2 separate regions of the Mus musculus genome follow, and region 2 is linked to region 1. The links are chromatin contacts, called in public Hi-C maps. All regions are on one chromosome and are shown on one strand. The core of a region is the stretch at or near the end of the contact, and the rest is flanking DNA. Distances in the headings are between cores, read along the strand shown.

The links. A called contact is a pair of places that touch in the nucleus more often than the background predicts.
Region 2: a contact with region 1 is called in a Hi-C map of bone marrow-derived macrophages, with 41 read pairs. The contact joins two enhancer-like sites. A contact is called at or near these places in 5 of 484 Hi-C or Micro-C datasets (the C3H10T1/2 cell line, bone marrow-derived macrophages, granulocyte-monocyte progenitors and 1 more), 2 of 115 datasets of contacts at active chromatin or transcription factors (CD8 T cells and bone marrow-derived macrophages) and 3 of 9 other capture datasets (adipose tissue, liver and pancreatic islet).

What each region holds. Positions count from the first base shown.
Region 1 is chr15:6,491,218-6,494,131 of GRCm38.p6, forward strand. C9 (complement component 9) reads left to right here. Exons shown (of 11, transcript NM_013485.3): 9 at 144-322. Among named protein-coding and RNA genes, the nearest start is that of C9, 47 kb to the left of the region's middle. Within about 2 kb of position 1,429, at least 49 of the 459 cell types and tissues checked have an H3K27ac peak or open chromatin away from gene starts, as enhancers often do. A contact at or near this core is called in CD8 T cells and bone marrow-derived macrophages, where this site is marked.
Region 2 is chr15:6,599,552-6,602,815 of GRCm38.p6, forward strand. The region is part of intron 1 of Fyb (FYN binding protein); the gene reads left to right. Among named protein-coding and RNA genes, the nearest start is that of Fyb, 21 kb to the left of the region's middle. Within about 2 kb of position 1,995, at least 93 of the 459 cell types and tissues checked have an H3K27ac peak or open chromatin away from gene starts, as enhancers often do. A contact at or near this core is called in CD8 T cells and bone marrow-derived macrophages, where this site is marked.

The sequences.
Region 1 (2,914 bases), core at 179-2,678:
AGATTTATGTGAGTATTGTTTACAGTTAAATATTTACAATAAGCTATCCTAAAAAAATTAATACACATTTATCAAATGCTATCCAAATAACAGAGCACATAGTTGCAAATGCTTCCTTCTTCAAGTTCTCCTTGCTCTTCTAGTAAACATCACCCGCGATAACATCATAGATGATGTCATTTCATTCATAAGAGGAGGGACTAGGGAGCAAGCAATTCTCCTGAAAGAGAAGATTCTCAGAGGAGACAAGACATTTGATAAGACTGACTTCGCCAACTGGGCCTCGTCCCTGGCAAACGCTCCAGCTCTCATCAGTCAAAGAGTAAGGAATGTTACTTGTTACTTTTTTTTTTTTAATATTTTCTTTATTTACATTTCAAATGTTATCCCCTTTCCAGGTTTCCTACTGGAAACCCCCTATCCCGTCCCCCCTCCAGCTGCTCCTATGAGGGTGCTCCCCACTCACCCACCCACCCACTCCCACTTCCCTGCCCTGGCATTCCCCTACACTGAGGCATCAAGCCTTCACAGGACCAAAGGCCTCTCCTCATACTGATGACAGACAAGGCCATCCTCTGTTACACATGCAGCTGGAGCCATGGGTTCCTCCATGTGAACTCTTTGGTTAGTGCTTTAATCCCTGGGAGCTCTGGGGGTTCTGGTTGGTTGATATTGTTGTTTTTCCTGGGGGTTGCAAACCCCTTCAGCTCCTTCAGTCCTTTCTCTAAATCCTTCACTGGGGAACCGGTGCTCAGTTCAATGGTTGACTTCGAGCATCTGCCTCTGTATTTGTCAGGCTCTGGCAGAGCCTCTCAGGAGACAGTTATATCAGGCTCCTGTCAGCAAGCACTTGTTGGCATCCACAATAGTGTCTGGGCTTGGTGGCTGTATATGGGATGGATCTCCAGGTGGGACATCTCTGAATGGCCTTTCCTTCAGTCTCTGCTCCACACTTTGTCTCCATATTTCCTCCCATAAATATTTTGTTCCCCCTTAAGACAGAAGATCCTGTCATTTTCTTACTACACATCCCAATAAGTTCAGACAACTGTTGCCTTTGTAAGACAGAGGTGTCCATATTCAGATGCCCTCATGTGGCTTCTGTGGAAAGAACAGGAAAAAAAAAAAAAAAAAAAAAAGCAGGGGCTAGTGTCAGACAACCTGAATAAATTCCTGCTGCTATCTGCCACTCCCTGGATGGGAGCCATTTCTGACTTCTACAACACTAAATTCTACAGCGCTCCAAGTATTATTGAGGACTTATTATAATTGTTCAGAGTCTATAGCACAGGTGGGCACAAGACAGTCACCAAGAATGGATAGTTCTCTTCGGTCAACTTTTGACTCTCTTGTCTTCCCTGGGTATCATGTATCATCTCCACCCAGGCATCATGACTCATCTAAGAGTCATGAAATGGATGCTCATAACACTCTGACAAACATAAAACCAAAGATGAATCATTCTTGTGGTCAGAGAACCAATCCCCTCCCTCTCTCTTTCTTATTGTCCAACTTCAGTGATCCTCCTGCCTTCTTGAGGGGCTGAAATTACAAACATGCTTCTTTTCTGATTTCTTTTTTTGTTTTGATTCTGTTTTATCAAGCTGGGTCTGACTCTGTGCCTGGCTTGCCTTGAACTCTCAGAAATCCTACCTTAACCTCCCAAGTGCTAGGAATATAGATGTGAATCCCCAGAGCTATCTCCTTTTTTTTCTATAATTGTAATAATATTCAATCTAGGGAATCCTGAGTCTGCAACCTTCTTCCTCTTGAAGGGAGGGGAATGACATGTTACCATTGTAAAGACGTAATTACTGATGCTGTTTGGCTGCATCTTTCCACTTACTAAAAAATGTTTCCCCCACACCGGTATTGTTAGAAAGCAGTTTTTTACTCACTTTTGTAGCTTTCAACTTTCCCTGTGCCTTATGATTTCTTCTTTCCAGTCCAATTTATCTTTATTCACAATGTCAGTTTTATTATATTTAACAAATGCTGACATTTTTGATAATACTAGTTTTTGAAGAATTTTACTTCCTTGCTCTATTTTATTGCCTTTAAAGAGTTAATTAGAGCCACTCAAACTATTTCACTTACAGGAAGGAAGAACTCAGAAACTGAAAATTGCAATCAATTTCTGCATTTTGGTTATAGACCTGAAGCCTTCAGTAGAGGTGCACACATAACTTCACACAAGTTTGGGAGGCTAAAGTAGGAGGACTTCAAGGTCAAGATCTGCCTAGTCACCTTAGAGAAACTCTGTCTTAAAATTGAAAATAAAGGTGGGAGGAAGAGGAAGGAAGGAAGGAAGGAAGGAAGGAAGGAAGGAAGGAAGAAAAGAAGGGAGGGAAGAAGGGAGGGAGGGAGGGAGGAAAAAGAAAGAAGGGAAAGAAGATGGATGGATGGAGAGATTGATGGATAGATAGATAGATAGATAGATAGATAGATAGATAGATAGATAGATAGATAGGTAGACTGATGATGTAAGCATGACCCCATGAGTTAAGCTAGAACAACATCAACAAAAAAGGTACTCCCCCCCCCAATTAGACAAATGAAAATGAAAAAATTGGCTTGTATAAGAAAATAAGATCAAAAGAAGCCCATTTGTTAAATATAAATTGTATTCAAACCCACTATTATTGATTCAGTAAATAAAATTTTAGCCAGAAGATTTTAAGTAGGAAAAGAATCGAAGACCCAGCAGATGACGTCAAGCAGGCTTGTCCTCTCAGCTCTGTAAACCAAGTTCAGTCTGTCCTTTACAAAGGGATCCAAGGCTGGTCTCTGGTAAACAGTGCAGCATGTTTTAGAGCTGTCAATTCACATCTGCAGGAATAAAGGCTCTGCTGAAATGTCCCCACTGTATTTACTAGAATATTCGAAGACACTCATCACCTCAGTTAACACAATG
Region 2 (3,264 bases), core at 745-3,244, 110 kb after region 1:
TTCCTGCCTATCTTTATGTCGGTACAGGTAAAACCATCGCTCACTACTTCCACTGTATCTGGAGAGTCCACAACCAATCTTTGTCTTCTGCACCACCCACACCCACACTATACCACAGGCTATCCACACTATACCACAGGCTATCCTTTTTTTTTTTTTTTTTTTTTTTTGGTTGCAGTTAATTTTTTTTTCAATTTTTTAATTAGGTATTTTCTTCATTTACATTTCAAATGATATCCCGAAAGTCCCCTATACCCTCCCCACTGCCCTGCTCCCCTACTCACCCATTCTCATTTCTTGGCCCTGGCGTTCCCCTGTATTGAGGCATATAAAGTTTGCAAGACCAAGTGGCCTCTCTTCCCAATGATGGCCGACTGGGCCATCTTCTACTATATATGCAGCTAGAGACACGAGCTCTGGGGTTACTGGTTAGTTCATATTGTTGTTCCACCTATAGGGTTGCAGACCCCTTCAACTCCTTGGGTACTTTCTCTAGCTCCTCCATTGGGGGCCCTTTGTTCCATCCAATAGATTACTGTAAGCATCCACTTCTATATTTGCCAGGCTCTGGCATAGCCTCACAAGAGACAGCTATATTAGGTCCTTTCAGCAAAATCTTGTTGGCATATGCAATAGTGTCTGCATTTGGTGGCTGATTATGGGATGGATCCCCGGGTAGGCACTCTCTAGATGGTCCATCCTTTTGTCTCAGCTCCAAACTTTTTCTCTGTAACTCCTTCCATGGGTATTTTGTTCCCTGTTCTAAGAAGGAATGAAGTATCCACACATTGGACTTCCTTCTTGATTTTCTTGTGTTTTGGAAGTTGTATCTTGGGTATTCTAGGTTTCTGGGCTATATCCACTTACCTGTGAGTGCATCTCAAGTGAGTTCTTTTGTGCCACAGACGATTCTGATTCTCTCTACTTTGCAGCAAATACCAAGGCTGGAAGATCATGTGATTTATCCAACCAATGACTGAGTCAAAAGCAGCACTCAGACTACACCCCAGGCCTTTGGGTGGAGTCTAGGTTTATATTGCAATACCTGCTCCTTTAAAAACCCCATCTCTATAAGTTATTAAGATGCTGTAAGACATGTAATATACACTCAACATTAGTCCTTATCTCAGAATTAGGATTTTTGCAGAAGGGGCTAAAGACAGAGCTCAACAATTTAGAGCACGTGCTATTGCAGAGGATCTAGGTTTGATTCTTAGGAAACCTGGTGGCTCCTAACCAATAGTAACTGCAGTTCCCGAGGAGTCTATGGCCTCTCCTGACTTCCACAGGCATCTGACATGCATGCAGTGTGCATACGTACATGCAGTCAAAACACCCACACACAAAAGTAAAACAAGTTTTTGAAAGATTTTGTGCAAAAAAAAAAAAGTTCTATAAGTAAAACATATTTGGAAAGCCCCAGGATAAGCTAAGATTGTCTTTTTATTATAAAGACACAACTGAGGGATCCAGTGTGGTGGTGCATACCTATGGAAGCCTAAAGCAGGCAGGTCTTGTGGGGTCAGTGCTAGCCTGGGCTACAACGCAAATCCAGAATACCTAGAATATAGGAGACCTCATCTCAGAAAACCAAAACCGTGACTGAACTGAGACCTAGAAGGATCAGAGTGAGAGGACAGTCTGCAGGGATTTCCCAATCACAATTCTTATAGAATGTTTCTATTTTGGTTCAGTTTCTTTGTTTGTTAGTTTGATTATTTTGTTTTTGTCTCCCTCTCTAAAAATTACCTCAGTGGGACCAGTCTCCCTCAGAACTAACCCTAGGGTTAGTAACAGGTGAGAAAAAACAGACTGGTGGATAATGGTTACAGTTCAAGTTCAGCAGGGACAAGTGACTTGCATTTGCTAGGAGAGCCCTCTGACTGATCAGAGTGGAAACGTAAAAGGAAGTAAAAGGAGCTTGTATTCTCTGTTGTTAATCTCGAGTGTGCTTGAGATGGGGAAGCTAAGAACGACTTTTCAGAAATATGTCACAGAGTAAAGTAGGAAGTGGCCATTGTTGCAGTCTCTGAGAACTCTGCAGGGTTGCTGATCACTTGATGTGGTAAGGCGTGTGCACACGCTCTGCCAAGCTCAAGATCACCAAGCTCACACTGAAGAATATTCCAGATTTGAAGTTCGAAATTGAATTCTATCAAATATCACAGTTCACATTCAAAACATGAAGTCAAGCAAGTGTAAAGTTTGTAAACTCGCTGGGCGGAAAATTAAAAGTTTCTTCCTAAAGGATGCCCTAATTCTATAGCGATCCGTAATATGTATAATATTACAATCTGTAATTGAAAATGATCAGCCAGACAGGATCTAATCAGCCTACTGCAGTCAAACTGGAAAATGCAATTGGGTTTAACATCAAGAGAGATTCCATTCTGGGCCGAATCATATCAATTTCAGAAGATATTGGACCAAGTAACTTCTTCAATCACCTTCTCATTTTCAAAAGGAGCAAGTTGAGTTAGACTTCCACCAAGGAGTCTCTCTGAACTAACTCTCTGTTCTTGAGAAGATGGTAGGCTACAGACCTCCTAGGCTTGTGAGTTCCCCTAAGGAAAGAGAAGCCTCCCTGCGTGAGCCGAGCACATAGTAAACATGTAGCAACAACTTAGCTAGGTTAGCCACAGCCCACAGAAGACTAGGCAGGTGTCGAGCCTCGGCCTTCAGGGCCTGGTGTAATGTTGCTAAATTCAAAATGGGCTGAAAAGTGTAAGTATGCATCCAGACTGCCTGGAAATTACAGTAGCCATCAAATAGCTACATTCCTCTATTGTCTGGACCAAAGGTTTAGAGGTAGACTCTATCTTTCAAGTCAGAAGTGCTATGTACATATGTGCAGATAGATACTTTGGAATTAGGGGAGCCTCTTGCCTTTCAGATCCGATGCCTGCCTCTTGAGGTGAAACCTGTTCCTGGTTTCACCCATGTGTTGTTCCTTCAGCAACCTAGGTTAAAATGGGCTTGAGAAGGCAAACAGAAAGACTATAACAGGAGAGACATCTTGAAATAGAAAATCAGGAAGCTGTGTTGCTCCTCTTAGTTTTACTTTTAACTTTAACAGCAAGCCTCATTTCTGAAAAACTCTAACGTTGCATACAATCTGTGTTTCCTTCCCCATAATTTGGGATTGTTCTGAGAAGCAAATACTGTTTACCATGGTGAAGACTGGTGTATCTAATGTTATGCCCCTCGTGATAACTGGCATCAGGTGAAGACTAGCTGTGGTGATGGGAGCTGTGGGTTCTGAGA